6 separate regions of the Mus musculus genome follow, and all the other regions are linked to region 1. A link is a contact called in public Hi-C, HiChIP or PLAC-seq and promoter capture Hi-C data. All regions are on one chromosome and are shown on one strand. The core of a region is the stretch at or near the end of the contact, and the rest is flanking DNA. Distances in the headings are between cores, read along the strand shown. Region 1 holds the start of Synm (synemin, intermediate filament protein). Region 2 overlaps Adamts17 (a disintegrin-like and metallopeptidase (reprolysin type) with thrombospondin type 1 motif, 17). Region 3 has its middle 16 kb from the start of Gm16158. Region 4 overlaps Fam169b (family with sequence similarity 169, member B). Region 5 overlaps Fam169b (family with sequence similarity 169, member B). Region 6 overlaps Fam169b (family with sequence similarity 169, member B).

The links. Promoter capture Hi-C pulls out the DNA fragments that hold promoters and counts their contacts. Hi-C and Micro-C count contacts between places; a contact is called where the count stands out from the background. HiChIP or PLAC-seq counts read pairs in DNA pulled down with a chosen protein or histone mark.
Region 2: a contact with region 1 is called in a Hi-C map of cortical neurons, with 4 times the contacts expected there. The contact joins the enhancer-like site here to the promoter of Synm in region 1. A contact is called at or near these places in 3 of 39 promoter capture datasets (hippocampal neurons, liver and pre-B cells), 3 of 484 Hi-C or Micro-C datasets (cortical neurons and embryonic stem cells), 2 of 115 datasets of contacts at active chromatin or transcription factors (pancreatic cancer cells and stem cell-derived neural progenitor cells) and 3 of 9 other capture datasets (adipose tissue, embryonic stem cells and liver).
Region 3: a promoter capture Hi-C map of hematopoietic stem and progenitor cells shows a contact between it and region 1, with 5 times the contacts expected there. The contact joins the enhancer-like site here to the promoter of Synm in region 1. A contact is called at or near these places in 8 of 39 promoter capture datasets (the HPC-7 cell line, cranial neural crest, frontonasal cranial neural crest and 5 more), 1 of 15 datasets of contacts at CTCF or cohesin (the NIH/3T3 cell line), 8 of 115 datasets of contacts at active chromatin or transcription factors (embryonic basal ganglia, embryonic forebrain, embryonic hindbrain and 4 more) and 1 of 9 other capture datasets (liver).
Region 4: an H3K4me3 HiChIP or PLAC-seq map of embryonic forebrain shows a contact between it and region 1, with 6 times the contacts expected there. The contact joins the enhancer-like site here to the promoter of Synm in region 1. A contact is called at or near these places in 8 of 39 promoter capture datasets (the HPC-7 cell line, HPC-7-derived erythroid cells, cranial neural crest and 6 more), 2 of 15 datasets of contacts at CTCF or cohesin (the NIH/3T3 cell line and embryonic stem cells), 14 of 115 datasets of contacts at active chromatin or transcription factors (T-cell acute lymphoblastic leukemia, craniofacial prominence, double positive thymocytes and 8 more) and 1 of 9 other capture datasets (adipose tissue).
Region 5: a contact with region 1 is called in a promoter capture Hi-C map of hematopoietic stem and progenitor cells, with 6 times the contacts expected there. The contact joins the enhancer-like site here to the promoter of Synm in region 1. A contact is called at or near these places in 9 of 39 promoter capture datasets (the 3T3-L1 cell line, cranial neural crest, embryonic stem cells and 6 more), 2 of 15 datasets of contacts at CTCF or cohesin (the NIH/3T3 cell line and embryonic stem cells), 4 of 484 Hi-C or Micro-C datasets (the HL-1 cell line and embryonic stem cells), 14 of 115 datasets of contacts at active chromatin or transcription factors (craniofacial prominence, double positive thymocytes, embryonic basal ganglia and 8 more) and 3 of 9 other capture datasets (adipose tissue, embryonic stem cells and pancreatic islet).
Region 6: a promoter capture Hi-C map of cranial neural crest shows a contact between it and region 1. The contact joins the enhancer-like site here to the promoter of Synm in region 1. A contact is called at or near these places in 4 of 39 promoter capture datasets (cranial neural crest, liver, neutrophils and 1 more), 9 of 115 datasets of contacts at active chromatin or transcription factors (craniofacial prominence, embryonic forebrain, embryonic hindbrain and 5 more) and 4 of 9 other capture datasets (adipose tissue, liver, macrophages and 1 more).

Annotation. Positions count from the first base shown.
Region 1 is chr7:67,758,421-67,761,158 of GRCm38.p6, forward strand. It overlaps Synm (synemin, intermediate filament protein), which reads right to left and starts at 1,322. Exons shown (of 5, transcript NM_207663.3): 1 at 399-1,322. The coding sequence starts at 1,208.
Region 2 is chr7:66,858,062-66,860,799 of GRCm38.p6, forward strand. The region is part of intron 3 of Adamts17 (a disintegrin-like and metallopeptidase (reprolysin type) with thrombospondin type 1 motif, 17); the gene reads left to right. Among named protein-coding and RNA genes, the nearest start is that of Gm33627, 20 kb to the left of the region's middle. Within about 2 kb of position 1,345, at least 16 of the 459 cell types and tissues checked have an H3K27ac peak or open chromatin away from gene starts, as enhancers often do. A contact at or near this core is called in cortical neurons, where this site is marked.
Region 3 is chr7:68,367,808-68,370,545 of GRCm38.p6, forward strand. No RefSeq gene overlaps it. Among named protein-coding and RNA genes, the nearest start is that of Gm16158, 16 kb to the left of the region's middle. Within about 2 kb of position 1,369, at least 24 of the 459 cell types and tissues checked have an H3K27ac peak or open chromatin away from gene starts, as enhancers often do. A contact at or near this core is called in hematopoietic stem and progenitor cells and memory CD8 T cells, where this site is marked.
Region 4 is chr7:68,324,465-68,327,202 of GRCm38.p6, forward strand. The region is part of intron 4 of Fam169b (family with sequence similarity 169, member B); the gene reads left to right. Among named protein-coding and RNA genes, the nearest start is that of Gm16158, 27 kb to the right of the region's middle. Within about 2 kb of position 1,352, at least 9 of the 459 cell types and tissues checked have an H3K27ac peak or open chromatin away from gene starts, as enhancers often do. A contact at or near this core is called in craniofacial prominence, where this site is marked.
Region 5 is chr7:68,301,869-68,304,606 of GRCm38.p6, forward strand. Fam169b (family with sequence similarity 169, member B) reads left to right here. Exons shown (of 9, transcript NM_001374636.1): 3 at 2,684-2,738. Among named protein-coding and RNA genes, the nearest start is that of Gm16157, 27 kb to the left of the region's middle. Within about 2 kb of position 1,368, at least 57 of the 459 cell types and tissues checked have an H3K27ac peak or open chromatin away from gene starts, as enhancers often do. A contact at or near this core is called in adipose tissue and hematopoietic stem and progenitor cells, where this site is marked.
Region 6 is chr7:68,284,797-68,287,534 of GRCm38.p6, forward strand. The region is part of intron 1 of Fam169b (family with sequence similarity 169, member B); the gene reads left to right. Among named protein-coding and RNA genes, the nearest start is that of Gm16157, 9.6 kb to the left of the region's middle. Within about 2 kb of position 1,330, at least 72 of the 459 cell types and tissues checked have an H3K27ac peak or open chromatin away from gene starts, as enhancers often do. A contact at or near this core is called in craniofacial prominence, embryonic limb bud and liver, where this site is marked.

The sequences.
Region 1 (2,738 bases), core at 72-2,571:
GAGGAGAGGAGAGGAGAGGAGAGGAGAGGAGAGGAGAGGAGAGGAGAGGAGAGAACAAAAACAGAACTAACAGGATCGTTGATCAGGATGTGCCTAGACACGTCTGGATCTAAAGGTAATCCAACTAACAGGATGATGGGCACTAGGCTAGCCACCGGGACCTGTCACATGGCGTCAGTCCTCCGATTTAAGGATCATTGCACCAACCCCTTATTCTTAGACTAGCTATATGCCAGAATCCCGTCGCTTCATAAATAGCAAAGCTGCTGGCAGCGTACGCTTCCCTGGGTGGGGCTGAACCAGCTGGGTGTCCCGGGAACCCCTGCTGCTCGCCTACTGGGTGCACAGGGGTGCGTGTACAGGCTATTAGGGAAGGGGCGCGGTCCCTGCCCACGGACCTGCCGCTCCTCCGCCTGCATCCCGTACTCCTCGCGCATCCGCAGCAGCTCATCCTCCAGCCTCGCGCGCAGCTGCTCCAACTCCAGCGCCTGGTTCCGCAGCGCGTCTGCCTCCTGCGCGCACAGCCGCGCCTCGTCCTCCGCCTGGAGCCGGCTCTCTTGGCCGCGGCGCAGCGCCTGCTCCAGCTCGCGCACCTCGTCCTCGTACAGCTGCACGCTCTCCCTCCACGACTCGGCCACCAGCAGGGCGTAGCTGTCGTGCACGTCCCGCAGGCGCGGCGGGGGCGCGGCGGGGCTGGTGGCGCGGGCTCGGAAGTGCATGGTGAGGCTGGCAGCGCGGGCTCGTAGATCTCGCACTTGGCGTTCGTGGGCAGCGTCCAAGTCGCGGCGCTCAGTTTCCAGCCGGCCCAGCAGCGCCTCGAGGGCGGCGCGCGCGCCCAGAGCCTCCTCTAGCTCCCGCCGTTGCGCTCCCAGCTCGGCATCCAGGCGGCTGCGGGCAGTGCCGGCTTCCACACCCTCCCGCTGCAGCTCCAGCAGTTCCCTCCGCAGCGCGTCGCGCTCGCCCTCGGCCAGGGCTGTGGACCAGTTCAGTTCATCTAGCTGCTGTCGTAGGCTGCGCGCCTCCTCGGCGTAGAGTGCCTGATCCTCAGCCCAGCGGTCCTCCCGGCTCAGCCGGCTGCGCAACTCCTCCTCCAGTAGCAGGTTCTCGCGCTCCAGCTCTCGCACCCGGCACACGTAGTCGTAAAGCCGGGCGTTGAGCTCCTGCAGCTCCGCCTTTTCAGAGCCCGTCTGCAGCCGCCAGGACAGCATCTTGCTGGGTGTGCCGGACCCTTTCGATTAGCCGCTTGCCTCCTGCCCTGATCTTGTCCCCTCCGCCCCGCCGCGCCGCGCCCGCCGCGCCGCTGCCTCGGAGGCCCTTGGACTGGCGCACCGACTGGCGAGCTTCCCCACTTAGTGGCCCGGTCGCGCGGCTGTGGACTTGGGCCATCGCCTCCAGCCAATCAGGACGCGGCCCGCGCGGCCACTGCGGCCGGACAGCGCCCCCTGCCGGACAGATCGGGCCATGGCGAGGCTGCCCAGCACTGGCCCCCCTGGTGGCCCAGGGTAATCCCACGTGGGTTGTCGGATTACTGCGTGCTGGCTATCTGGGACACCTTATGAGGCTCCCCGTTGCTACTCCTAGGGCGCAACTAAGGCACCCCTGAGTCCCAGCTTTCTTTAATGAAAAATAGTTGCCATTAAATGAGAGATCCTTTTCGTAGAGGAAGCTTCTAATTGGTTGCTCTGGAGATGAGGGGCAGGAGGTGTATTCTTTAAACTAGAGTTATAGTTCAACAATAAAGAGCTTGCCAGATAAAGAATATGCCAGGCCTGGATATCAATATCCACCACCACAAAACAACTTTGCGCATGTATATTGCACATCCGTATATACACATATACCTGTTATGTTTTTTAAACTAAGACCATTTCAGTAATTTTGCTTTTATTTTTTATGTGTGTGAGTGTTTTGCCTGCATGTATTTGTACCACGACGGTGCACACAGACGCCAGAAGAGGGCGTCAAATCCCCGTGAAACTGGAGTTAAAGGCAGTTGTTAGCCAAAATGTGGGTACTGAGAATTGAAACCACATGCTCTGCTGCCAGTGCCCCTAACCACTGAGTCATGTCTTCAGCCCTACATATACATTTTTAACTTCTGGCATGAATGCATCTCCATTTGCCAATATTATATGTTTAGGTAAGATTTCCTTTCCACGCAGAGTGGGAAACGCTGTTACCTTCTTACTTGCACAAACCACCTTCATGGGACTTTATGCTTTGCAATATTAGCATCATTCTGGTGGAGAAAGAACCTAGAAAGACTTTGAAGTGCTCTGAGCACAGAACATTCTAGACACCTACCATCTCTCCAGACTTTTGCAACTGCCTTATACACACCCCCATTATGACAGCCTGGGAGGGGGGCCGCTGTCTCTTCTTTCAGCAGTGTGCCCTTAAAGCACTTAGTTTAATTGCCATAGAAACCACAGCTCTCTCAGTTTGTGCATACTTGCATCTCATTGCATTACACGACAGTTACAAAGGATGGTAGCCAGAGTCAGTAGCATTACAGAGCGCAGGAATAGGCACAGGTGGCCCTAAGTAGGGGGGTGGGGGGTATTCAGCACCAAGGCATTGGCCTGGGAGCCCTGGACTCTGTTCTTCCGTTCTCCCATCCACAGGGGCACATCAACACTTTGGTCCTTGGTGATCATCACTCAACCTTCTAGATTACTCATCCTGAGCGCCCTGGCCTTGACCACCCCACAACAGCCGACCCTCACAGGGCAGCTACA
Region 2 (2,738 bases), core at 95-2,594, 900 kb before region 1:
ATTCTTATAACCCACTTAGACTATAACCCGTACAGATTCTTAGCCATTTAAAATGATGATTTAGAATTCTGTGTATAGTGACTGGAGAGCATGCTCATGTGACATTTTTTTTTTTCAGTCTTTTTCGTAGTCCCCGTATCTCTGCCGAGGATTTTAGTCTTTTCGTCCATCACGAGCACATTTTCCTTCAAATCCTTGGGCATGGTGATAATTGCTACTTGAGCGTTCCTGCGTGCTACCCTAACATCTGGGACATTTGGTTTCCTATCCATTGTCTTTTCCTCTTGAAAGTAGGTCACATGCTCCCAATTCTTGGCATGTCAAGTAATTTTGGATTGTGCTCTGGATGTTGTAAACATCGTATTGTGGAGACATCGGGTTCTGTTCCTCTGGAGAATGTCTTAGTAGAAACAGTTTTACTGGACTCAGATTACAACATGTGTATCTTGGGTGGCAGCTCAAACCTCAGTTAGTTCTTTAAACAATTTCAAAAATGTGTTCTTTGAGAATGTGACACATGTATACAATAAAATAGGGTCATAGCCACGCCCATTTCCCTCTTCTGACACTCCCTCATTTCGCCCCAACACACACTCCACTCCCCGGCTTCATGTCTTCCTCCCCTCTTTTTTAAAATAGAGGATTTTCTGCCAGCGAGGGGGTGTGTCTAAGCAATATCTAACCTACCCTTGGCCTCATAAGGTTCCAATTACAAACCAAAGTTTGAGTCCGTCTAAGTTCATCCTGGGAAACCAAGGTGCTTATTAAGGATTGCTTACAAAGACTGGGTGAGAGTTGCAAGCAGAAGAAAGGGCTACTTACTCTAAAGCAGCCACACTGGAGAGTCTGCGCCTTGTACGGATGATAGCTTTCCTATAGCTCCGTCCATGGAGCCCCCTGCCTGGTCCTCCCCAGCCTCCCAGAGGCCACTTGCAATTAGGATAGGCTTACATATAACTGACTGGGAGGAGTAGCTGGCTACTCCAGGGAGGGTTCCAGTGGCCCTCCTCACAACCTCCTTTGATGACGGAAAGGCAGCGGTTAGCATGCCTGGTTGTGATAATCTCTTGCTAGCAGGCACAGCTGAATCATGAAGATGCAGTCTGGTTCAGAGGAGAGTCCTTTAAAAAACATTTAAAAAATGAAGTTTACTTTATGCATATGTGTATTTTGCTTGCATATATGTCTGTATGTACATCCATGCCTGGTACATTTGAAAGCGAGAAGAGAGTGTCAACCCTATTGAAACTGGAGTTACACACACTGCCATGAGGGTGCTGAGGCTCAAACAGATTCTCTGGACAGTAGCTGATGCTTTTAATTGCTGAGCCATCTGTCTAGCTCCAAAGGATACTTCCGTACGTCGCCAAGTAAGTCCAATTAGTACTTCCCATGTGTGGGTACGTGTAGGAGTACCTACTGAAGCATGGATAATTTACCAGTTACCACTGAGAATTATTATTCTCACTCCCTGGGTAGCCATTCACTCCCAATCATTCTTCAGTAAGAGGTGGGGTCTTATAAGTTCCTCTCCAAGCTGCAGGTTCAGCTGGCTTGAACTTGTGCAGAGAACCACACATCCTATGCGTTCCTGAGAGGAGTAGCCAGGTCTGATCCAGGAGAAAGTACTCCTTCCCAGTCCCCGCCTCTTCACGTGCTTTTATGCTTCCCTCTTCACCGTGTTCCCCGAGCCTCCATGACAGTGAGATAAAGATGCTCCACCTAGGACTGAGTACCCACAGTCATTCATTCTCAGCACCTTGATCAGCTACAAGTCAGTGCATTGACTCGGATTTGCACAGACTGCACCGCGAAAAGCATCTCTAACTGAATCCAAAAGCAGCTCAGGACTGTGACTATAAACATGATTTGAAGGCAATTTATCAGAGGACCATTTAGCTAAATACTAATAGGTCCCACTCTAGGGCCCCTGACCTTGCTAGCCATGCCTGTTTGTTCAGGTTTACAGCATCAGGCACAGATTACTTTCTATGGAGCAGGCCTGAAACCCAATCAGAAAACAGCCGATTGGCTCATAGCTATCACGCCACTATTGCATACATAGGTGATTCGTACTTGGAGGGTCGGTGTTGTCACATGCAGGGATGTCTTTTCTCCCCCAGCAGACCGGATAGAACCTTCTGGCACTGTGGAAGCTGGCTAGCAAGGAGGAGTTTTCCTGACTGATTTGAAATGGATTTCTCTATGTCCTGCAGCCAAACTTTGTGTTGTCTTACCACGTGCTCTGGTGGCTAACCAAGAGCAGTGGTGATAGCCTGTATTGCTTCGGAGCCCCTGGGGCTTCTGTGCCCAGTAAGTCATAGGGAGGTACATGCCTGGCACTGCAATTTTTATTTAATAGCCCATGTCTTCTGGTAGTATATTGTGTATCCATGCAGGGTACCTTCATTCAAATTCCTTTTGAAGAATTATATTTTAAAATTCGCTTACTAACTAGTGGGTTTCTATTAGGCTTTTTAAAGCACATCCTTTGTATTGTAAGCGCCACCCAAGCCCACTCTATCAATTAACCACCCCATCCTTAATTAAATCTTTATCCCCCAGAAGCCTCCTCTCATCCATGTCTCATATATCCTGCTGTCGTTCCGTTTACACTTCTGATTGGGCTGTAAAAGAGTAGGTTTGCACAAGGCGTTCTCATACGCCCTTCGGTTCCTCTATACTGAGCTGCCAGACTGTCCATATAGGGTGAAACTTCTCCATAGTGACTGGTCAGG
Region 3 (2,738 bases), core at 119-2,618, 610 kb after region 1:
GGGATGTCCCTTGTCATGCAGTACAATAGCCATGACTGCCCAGGGCCTGGCCCTCTGAGATGGCATGGCAGGGGCTGGGGGTTGGGGGGGGGGGGGTCTGGGATGTGGGGACATGGAGTCCATAAGCAACACCATGATGATTCATTTTAAAAATAAAAATAAATACTTAGGGTTTCTTGCTCTTTCTTTTGAGACAATGTTTCTTTTCTTTTTCTTCTTCTCTGCACAGCCCTGGCTGCCCTGGCGCCCATTCACTCTGTCGACCAGGCTGGCCTTGAACTCAGATTTGTCCACCTCTGCCTCCCAAGTGCTGGGATTAAAGCTGTGCTTTTTCTGTTTTTGACCTTTCTAACCCTAATTGGTCTTGTACCAGCCCACCTTCTGCCTCAGTTTCCTGAATTCTACAGGATTCTACAGTTTCTATGTTAGGAAAAAAAAAGATCAAGTTTTGATTCTAAAGGCCTGCCCGCTGCCTTTTGATAGATAACATTGGCCCTGCAGACACTGCAGTCCCAAGCCTCAGGGACTTTGCTGGATGTGTATGGACCAACAGCCCCATGAGGATCCCCTGAGAGCTCGAAGGGTTAATTCCAGACACGGAAGCCTTTACTCGGTAAATGTTCCATCCGCCTCATTCTTGACTGTGCAGGCCACTCTTCATTTACTGTTTCCCCGTCTGTGCACTCAACAACTCCCGGAAAGCATGCCATAAAAAGCTGCCGGTGCGACCAAACACGAAAGCCCGTTCTCCCCTGTCGTTATGTCCCCCAGTGATGCAGTTTAACAACTATCCACACGCCATTTAAGCATCAGATTCTGGGTGTCACCTAGCAATAGCCTAGTCTTCGGGAGAGTTCGTGCAAATTCTATGCAAATACAGCATTTTATATGAGACTGGAGCGTCTCAGATCCTAGCATGGGAGGGTTGTCTTAGGACGGATCCGAATAGGATCCTAAAGGTCTGTTTATTTCTGACCTGCAGAGTTTGCCCTCAGGGGTGTGTAATTGAGACTAGAATCCCTGCCCACCATGCTTCATCTATGTCACAGGCTCTGCCCTATTGAATGGCAGAGAATGCAGTCCAGGTGACTCCACACTCCATCCAGAGTCATCTCCAGACAGGATTGCACTTCTTTCTTCTTGGCATTTGCTTTAAGAGCTGAGGCTCGGTGATGCTGACCATCCATCCCCCCATCTTGCCCCAAACTGGTAGCACCTCCATGTTTGTCCCATTGTCATTTCTGGGCTCACATTCCCTACCACGTGGGCCACAGAAGGTCAGCTGGTGGCCCCGCCTGTGACTGTGTTGGCACCAGCCGATAGTGGCACCACCACCTGCCGCAGTAGTGGTAACCATGAAGTCATATCGTGACTTGCAGGTTTTCTTCTTCCTGTCTGTTCGGTTCCTAGTTCTGTCTGTGATTATGTTTGTCTGCCACTCTTCCTGAGATGCCGTAGCTGTGCGTTTGGACGCCGTGGAACCCCCAGGCACCCACCCCCTAGCTCTGGGACCCAGACCACTTCTAACATATATATCGTCTAAGAAAACTTTGACTCTGCGCGCAGAGGACCTCAGGGACTCTGAACACGGAGTCCAACCCTGGAACAAGGAGAAGCTCAGGTGATATCTTACAAGTCCCATGCTGGAGACTGCCTTTTATATAGAACCTTCTGACCACCCCGCTGAGACACATCTCTGCCTCAGCTAGCGAAGGCTCACATCATGTGGCTTGGAACGTGTCCTGGAGGAGACTCAGAGCAGATAGCAGCATTTAAATCTCATTTCCCTCAAAAACTTGGTTGCCAGCTTAGTTGACCCATCATTCAAAACAAACAAACAAACAAACAAACAAACAAGCAAGCAAGCAAGCAAGCAAGCAAGCAAGCAAGCAAGCAAGCAAGCAAGCAAGCAAGCAAGCAAGCAAGCAAGCAAGCAAGCAAGCAAGCAAGCAAGCAAACTAAAAAACCAAAACAGTAACATAAACCAAGCTGTGCTCGCATGCGCTCCTGGGTTCCGGGAGCAATACCTGCAGTTGCCACACGATGGCAGCATCGTACAAACCAAGGCCACCGGGGCACGCTCTGGGGTTCTCACCCTCATCTTGCAAAGTCCAAGAAGACACTGTTTATGAACCCTCCCACCAGCCACCGGCATGTGTCCTTAATAACACTATGTATTTCCCTTCGCCCCAGGGGAAGAAATAGTGAGTGTCAACGTACCACTCCCTCCCCGCCCTCCGCCTCTTCTCCCCTCCCCTTCTCCCTCCTCCCCGCCCCACTCCCCCCCCCCCCAACCCCCAGCGTCTGTGTTAGTGCAACAGAATGCATCTGTTTTAAAAAGGGGTTAGGCAGGACCAACCCGTATCCCACATTTGAATGATGTGACAAGATTAAATATAGTGGAGACTTCTGAATGGGGCCTCCAGCCGCCTCTTCTTGTCCCCCTCTGTCCTCTTTCCCCTCTTGTCTCCTCCTCCCTCCACGTTCTTCTTCCTCCTTTCTCCCTCCCACCTCCTTTCACTGATAAAAATGTTAAGCATGCAACAGGAGCACAGATTTCACAGTTTTATAATTTTGTTACTAAAGTCATATTAGTAACAAAATTAATTATTTTAAGTAAATAAACTCGGTCACAAATTCTCTCAAAGAGCACGAGGCACCCAATGGGCGGCCTGGAGGCTGCTTGCTTCTCCAAGCCTGCCTTGGGGTGCACATAGCTGTGGGACCCTTCCCGTTCT
Region 4 (2,738 bases), core at 102-2,601, 570 kb after region 1:
GGGCCTCTGGAAGAGCAGTTAGTGCCTTTAACCGCTTTAATCTCTCCAGCCTGGTATCTCTCCAGCCTGGTATCTCTCCATTTCATGTTTTGAGGAACTGCCAGGATTCCCTGCACAGTAACTGTACCACCTGACTTTCCCACCGGCAGTGTCCACAGGCTTCAGTCTCTCCATGTCCTCAGCAATATGAACTGTCGTATACTTCCTCTAGTCTCCATCTGTGGTGGGCATGGGAATGTCCCCCACAGTTCCAAGTACTTGAACACTTGACCCCCAGTTAATTGTGCTGTGTGTGGGGTTATGGAACCTTTAAGAAATAGAGCTTTGCTGAAACATGTCACTGGAGGAGGGCATTGAGGTTTTAGGATCCTGTCCCACATCCTGTTCTCTGTCTGTCTGTCTGTCTGTCTGTCTGTCTGCCTGTCTGTCTCTGAGTCTGTGTCTCTGTCTCTCTCTGCTTCCCATGTCTGGGTTTAATGTGACCAGCCAGTTTCCTGCTCCTGCTGTCTTGCTTTCCCCGACCTGTCACCATCTCTTTCCCACCATGATATCCTCTGTCCTTCTGGAACTTTAAGGCACAATAACCCTTTTCTTCCTTAAGGTGCTTGAGGTAATGGTGTTTTCACCACAGCAGCAGACCAGGAGCTCATACATCATCCTGTAGGTGTGAAGTGGTACCCTGTTGATGTGTGGATGTGCAGTCCCTGATGGCTAAGGATACTGAGCATCCTTCTTTATGTTCATGGGCCATTTGTATGTTGTGATGGTCTGTATGTGCTCTGCCCAGGGAATAGCACTATGACCCTGTTGAGTAGGTGGGTCACTGTAACTTTAAAATCTTCATCCTAGCTGCCTGGAAGTCAGTATTCTGCTAGCAGCCTTCAGATGAAGATGTAGAACTCTCATCTCTGCCTGCACAATGCCTGCCTGGATGCTGCCATGCTCCCACTTTGGTGATAAAGGACTGAATCTCTGAACCTGTAAGCCAGCTTCAACTAAATGTTTTTTAATAAGTTTTGCCTTGGTCATGGTGTCTGTTCACAGCAGTAAAACCCTAACTAAGACATATGCTCTTCTTGGAAGAATGCCTGTTGATCCTTCCTGAGCCCACTTTTAGACTGGGATATTTGAACTTTTGTTGTTGAAATGTGTTTCCCACATATTCTCGGTGCGAGCCATTTGTCACATATTTGTGATTAAGAAACATGCACGGCTCTTTTCCCATTCTGTAAGCTGCCTGTTTAAAAAAATTACACCCGGATTCAGTAGACTCGGTAGATGTTATTATAGATGTTCTGCAAGGTTTTCTTCCAGAAAACTAGTGCTGCCTCGAGACTCAGCAAAGGAACACGACGCATGTTGCCCCAGGCCCTTTGTGGGCACAGTGGCTATTTGGTGACTGCTGGTGCTGGTGCTGAGTGCTGATCAGACTCTGATAGAATGTTCCAGAATGAGAGTGGTTGCTTTTCTCACTTCCCATCCCTTCCAAGTTTAGATTAGGAGCCCACCTCTGAGTTTCTGAGTGTGCGCTGTACAGTTGTTTATGTTCTGAATAGAAAGAACTTAACAACGTGCGCTGTGACATTCTGTGCTCTCACCCCACCCCGTACTTGTTGGTAAGGCTTTGTCTTTGCTTGCTTTTTTTTTTTTTTAATAGGTTTTTTTCTTAGCGACTTATTTTTCACAAATTACTAGAAAAAGCGTCTTTAATGCTCTCTTTGTTAATGTAATTAGTGGTCCCAGTGAGAGCTTAGAAATGGATCTTAGTTTGATGTTTTCGGAAATGCTTATAAGTCAAAATCACATGTCACGCATTTTTTCCTTCCTGTAATGGAATTGGACAAATTAAGCACACTCCCTTTTCTGCCTTCTTCTCTTGCCAGTGTTTGATTGGATGCTTCCCCTCTGCCACATGGAGTCTGCTCTCTACTCCACTTTCCCTCTGGTTTCATAAGTTGAAAAAAAAACACAGCCTCCCAGATGATACCCATTAGCTCTGAGACCAGCTTGTCTCAAAGCTGAACTTCATCTGGCTGCCACTGTCTGAGATAGAAAGGGAATCCGTCAGATCTGAACGTGCCTTCCTCTTCTAAGAGCTGGCTCCAGATGAGGGTGACATATCTTCACATTCTGCACCAACGAGGAAGTTTGTGGACCCTGGACCCTTGGTGCCGGATGTTATGGCATTGCAAGCTGCCTTATTAACTGTTTTTAAAGTGTGTCAGTATGGTGGATCAGTGGGTAAAAGTGGTTGCCGTGGCGGCCTGATGACCTAAGTTCGATTCCCCCGACTCCATGTTAAGGTGGAAGGAAAGAACTGACTCCACAAAGTTGTCCTGTGGCCGCCATATGTGTACCATGTGTCTACACATGTACATCTTGTCCTAATGTGCATGTGTGCGCATGGTGCATGTATGTATGTGTATGTGTGTGTGTGTGTGTGTGTGTGTGTGTGTGTGTGAAAGACAGAGAGAGAGAGAGAGAACACATAGACATACAACGATAATAACAGACAGTGTTTTAGAGCTCACTCAGTCTCTCCTCCCCTGAACTGAATCTCAAAGAAGGCTGAATGGCCGAGATCTCCCAGGAAATGAAGCTGAGATCCCGCAGCTACAGGTGATGGTGTTGAAGATGATGAGGACGATTTGGGTCTGGTATTAAACATAAACCTGGGGTAGGTGGCTTAGTTGGTAAAGCGCTTGTCATGCAGGCATGAGGACCTGAGTTCAACACCT
Region 5 (2,738 bases), core at 118-2,617, 540 kb after region 1:
ATGTCTGCCCTCCAAGGTTTGATTCAGTTCTGACATTTGACGTGGAGTGAAGCTGTGTCACTTACAATATTTTTGTGTTGCTGAGGTTCTGTGCATTGTGAATAGGTTCTGCAAGAGGACACACAGAAAACTAGAAATTTTATTCGTTGGGATTGTGGCAAGATTTAAAAATATGTGTTATGTGTGTGCCTGCGTATGTACACATGCATGAATCTCGAGGACAACCTCAGAGTGCATTTATATACAATATACAATCCGATTTGTGTTTTGAGACAAGGTCTCTCACTATTTCCCCAGCGCATCTTATCTGTCCTTTTTTGTTTGTTTGTTTTTGTTTTTTGAGACAAGGTTTCTCTGTATAGCCCTGGCTGTCCTGGAACTCACTTTTTAGACCAGGGTGGCCTCGAACTCAGAAATCCACCTGCCTCTGCCTCCCAAGTGCTAGGATTAAAGGCGTGCGCCACCACTGCCCAGCTGTGGTTTGTTTTTTGTTTTTTGTTTGGTTTTTCGTTACCTGTCTTTTTGTGTATGCTATGGTGGGAGTAAACTCAGGCCCTCCTGCTTACCAAGTTTGCACTTCCCTGGCTGTGCCCTCTTCCAACCCCGACTGTCTAAGACTGTTTTCCTCACAGTAGGCAGTATCCACATTTGTTTTAAGTGTGGATCATTTCACTCCTGCCAGAAATGGTTGTGATCTGGCTGGCAGGCAGAGCTAGTAGAGGGACGTCTTTTTGTACCAGAGTTAACGAAAACAGCGGCATATGCAGTTATAAACCATGGCTTCCTTGAGATTTTGGAGGTCCGGAGCTAACAGGCAAGTCCCTCTTAGAAGAATACCCCTCCAGTGGGGGACCTCAAGCTGTTGAGCCCCAGTGGGCGCTTGCTGACCTTGTGTGCTCTTAGCGCCCCCTAGTGGTGATGTAGGAGAAAGACACAGGGCTCCATCGGACACTGATCGCTGGGTGCTGGTGGCCAGGGGGAGCTTGAGAGATGCAAGAAGAGCTGTGTCCCCAGGTTTTTTCGTTTGTTTGTTTGTTTTTGGACACAGCTTCCACAATCTGCTGTTACAACACTCATACTTATGAATAACTTAGGAAAATAAACCCCAACGTGCAGCATGCTCATCGAAGGGATAAGGCTAAGGTTACTAACAGAAACAGAAAGTTGCTGACATGAAGATGTTTGAAGGTGAGATGACATGCCAACATGACTTCTTCCTTCCTCCTTTCCTAAAGAGAAGGGAGCTAGGTGAAACCCATTATTTGGATCTCTACTATTTAGCAGTGAGTAGGGACACAGGGGCAGGGACAGGGGCAGGGAGCAGGGTGCTATTTGGCACACTGAATCCTGCTCACCAGGAGTGAGCCTCCTCGCAGCCGACACGGCAGGGACTTTTGCTATCCAAAGATTCTCTGGCTGAAAGGAACGACGAGGAAGTGGTTTGAGGAGGCAACATGTCTTGACTTTCTTTGTTTCACAATTAATTTTTTTCTTGTCTTGACGTTGCATTTAAAATACTTGCTGATTTTTTTTTTTCTGGTTTAAAAAACGCACATGTTCATTTGTATGGTGTTTAAGGGCTACAACGAAAGACGGAGGGAGCAAAGCCATGTGGGGTTAACTGCTAAAAACATGTTAATGTGTTTCTTTATTTTTACATTTTTCCTTTCCACGTGCATTTTTATTTATTTATTTATTTGTTTATTTATTTATTTATTTATTTATTTTTTGAGCCAGGGTTTTGCTGTGTAGCCCAGACTGGCTCAAGAACTTGCAATCTTCCTTCCCCATCATTTCAAATGCTGAGATTTTTGCCTGCTTTAAAAAACCTGGGATAGGTCACTCCGAAAAAAAGAGGGAGGTCCCAAGATAGTTGCCAGTCCTTACCACCCCCCACGCCCCCACCCCCACCCCCCGGGATTTGCCAGGAAACAGTTCTCTATAACGGTGGTGGTCCGCTGTAAACTTTTTACAAGAACCTGCCTGCCTGGCCCAGCTGCACATTCTTCTCTAATTTTCCTATAGTCTCAGTTTTCAAAACAAAGTTGGTCATGGAATGTATTGGCCTTCTTGTGTCAGGAGCTGGGAGCAGAGGGTTGGATGTTTACAAAGAGGGCCTTAGATGTGGCCCTCAGAGGTGATCTGTTTCCTCCCGATGACTAGCAAAACCTCCTGGGACTGAGTCTTTGGGCTTAAGGACAGGACTGAGCCTGGAGGGCTCAGACAGAGGACACATTTTCAAGGCTGCTTTCAGAGCTGGTACCAGGGTCACAGACAGCAGGAACATCTATGGGGGGGGGGTACAGCCTGGGCTCAATCTACTCCAGGCTACCAGGGCTCTCGAGAAGATGAGAACGGCACCATAGTTGTCTGTGTGAGGTGGAGTGAGGCTGTCAGCCTTGCAGGTTGAGGTCTATGGAGGTCCAGGATGGAGAAGGAGTCAGAGAGAGAGAGAGAAAGAGAGAGAGAGAGAGAGAGAAAGAGAGAAAGAGAGAGAGAGAGAGAGAACGCAAGACCATATCCAGGGTGGCTAAAGCTTTCTTCTCTGCTCTTCCTGCATCCTGCTAACAGGGCTCCTTCTGTGAGCACTTGGCTGAGTAATTGCAAGTCATTCCCCTGCCTCAGTGACGTGAGAGAGCAGAACAGTAATTTCATTTGCCTTTTTTTTTTTTTTTTTTTTTAGGTCAGACTTGAGACTTCATCTCTTTGTTTTTGCACGATATACCGTGATGAACCTC
Region 6 (2,738 bases), core at 80-2,579, 530 kb after region 1:
ACAGATGTGCTTACAGTCCCACAACTGTACATGGCCAAATGGTAACCACAATGAAACTATCTGAAATAATTATGGAGATGTATTGTGATTCCCATTAAAAACTAAACTTGAAGGCAGAGGCCAGATACTCCGTCCAACCCCCTCCCCTGCCTGCAACAATGTTTCTCTGTGTAATAAGCCCTGCCTGGCCTAGAACTCATTCTGTAGACTAAACTGTCCTTGAACTCAGAGACCCACCTGCCTCCGGATTGCTGGGATTAAAGGCCACGCCTGGTGAAGTTCATTTACTGGCTCAGTGGTTAAGAGCACTGACTGGTTTTTCCAGAGGTCCTGAGTTCAAATCCCAGCAACAGGTGGTGGCTCACAACCATCTGTAATGAGATCTGATGCCCTCTTCTGCTGTGTCTGAAGGCAGCGGCAGTGTAGCTGAAGAACTTGCACTAGTGTAGGTAGCCCATGAAAATGGAAGTAGAATATTCCTTTTTTCTTTTATGACTGGCTTATTGCCCTCAGTGCAGTGGCCTCAAGTTCTGTTCACGTCAGTTGCCCCTAAATTCCCTTCCCTTTTAAAGCTGAACTACATCCCATGCTGTGTGTGTAGAGCACCTCTCCTCTGCCAGTGGACGCTGGAGTTGCCTTTTGCTTTGGTCTTTTGTGACCAGTGTTTCTATGAATAGTTTGCAAGTTCAGCATCCTCAGAACTAGGGCCGCCATGAACTGACATTTAAAGTGAGTGGTTGATTCAATATTAATTAGTAGGGAGACCTGGTGAGCTAGCTCGACTGTTGAGACTAACCACTGCTGATGCAGAGGGCCTGGGTTTGACTCCTAGCACCTGGCCTGACTCGTAACTATCTGTAACCCAAGTCCCAGCGGTTCTCATGCCCTCTTCTGGCCTCTGTGGACATCAGGTATAGATGTAGGCGAATACTTAATACCTACAAAATAAAAAGCTTTAAAATGGTGGGAGGCGAGTCATCAGAGCTCTGCAGGAAATCTCAAGGTCTGGATTTGAGTTTTTACTTCATTACTAATTAACCTTTGAATCTCTTTTCCCTCACTGGACAAACGGTCAGTGCACTGTGCTTTATGGACTCTGTGGGGTTGATACACATTTCACACAAGTTGTACGCGTAAAAGCCCTTTGGAAACTGGGTCCCTCTGCCAGTGTGAGGTTTCACCAGGACTTTGATGTGATCACGTGAAAACACACCACTACCCTTCCCCCATCCTCTCATACTTTAGAAACATTGTTTATCCAAAAAACCCCCACAAGATATCATGTTTCCTTTCTATTCCGTCACAGTAACACAGTAACAGTAACTCCATGCAAGCATCAGCATTCTGCTTCCTGTACTTCTCAGCCTTAATTTAGACACACAAGTCTGGCACTCTGTAAAAGGCAGTTATCGAGGTGCGCTTCCAGTTGTTGAGAAGCAGATGTTTCCCCTTAGCAAATCCTCTCAGGTCAGAGGAGCCTGTTGAACTCTGCGATGGCTGTTCCTGCTTGTCAACTCCACCCGGAATGAGCTGCAATCCAAAAACAGAGGGCACACCTGTGATCCAGATCTTGGAACTGGAAGAGACAGGTCTTTGATCCAGATCTTGAGGAACAGTGGCCATGATGGGCTAGGCTCAGGCAAGGTGGTACACGCCTTTAATTCCAGGAGACAGAGGCAAGTGGATCTCTGAATTAAAAAAAAAAAAAAAAAAAAAGCTTAGGTCCAGGCCTGGTGGTACACATCTTTAATCTGGGCCACACCTTCTGCTGGAGGCCTACAGAAGGACAATGGAAGAAGGAAGGGTTTATTCTTCGCCAGTTTGCACTTGCTGGCCAGCACATCTGTTGGAACCTTCTTCAGGATTCCAGCTTGTACAGAAGACCAGCTGAGACACTTAGCCTCATGGGACTGAGCGACTTCTAGATTCTTGGACTTCCTATTCACAGCTGCCCATTGTTGGGTTAGTTGGACTGCAGACTGTTAGTCATTCCAGTAAGTTTTGTGACTCTAGAGAACCCCGACTAATACAAACTCCACCTATTCTCAGGGGCTGCCCATCAGAACGATGAGCCAAGTTCTTGAGCAGTGGGGCTGCAGCTGAGTCCATAACCCGGCTTCCTCACTGAGACTCTGGGTTCCTTCCTCTCTACCCACTTGCTCTTCACGAAACTCACATGCAGGCTAGAAAGCCATTTGTTCCTCTTCAGAAGTTTATTTAAAATGTAACAGGTGAAGACCCGTAGGGGATGTGGTTTTTGTATAGAAGTGCCTGAAGTCACTAGGAGAGCCCTGATGTTTGGTTGGGTCTGAGAACTGTCATCTATTGGCATACAATGAATGCATCACAGTGGTGAGAGGTTATTTTTCTTTGTCCTTTGGGTCCTGGGAGATATGTGGTTCTAGTTCCACGCTGAGCAATTGTCCTACCACAGGGCTCCTTTTCCGTCTTCAGGACTGCCACACACACACACACACACACACACACACACACGCGCGCGCGCGCGCGCACGCGCACACGCACACACGCACATGCACACACACACATGCACACACGCACACGCTCCGTCTTACTGATACTAGGGTATTTTCATGTTTTTAGTGATTAAACTCAGAATGTTAAGACTGGGGTTTTCTGCTCTTACTCTGTTGCTCTCTTACTCTCTTTCCCTCTTACCTTATTCCTCTCTGTCCTTTCTCCCCCTATTCCTCTCCCCCCTCTCTCTACATGGTCTTGGC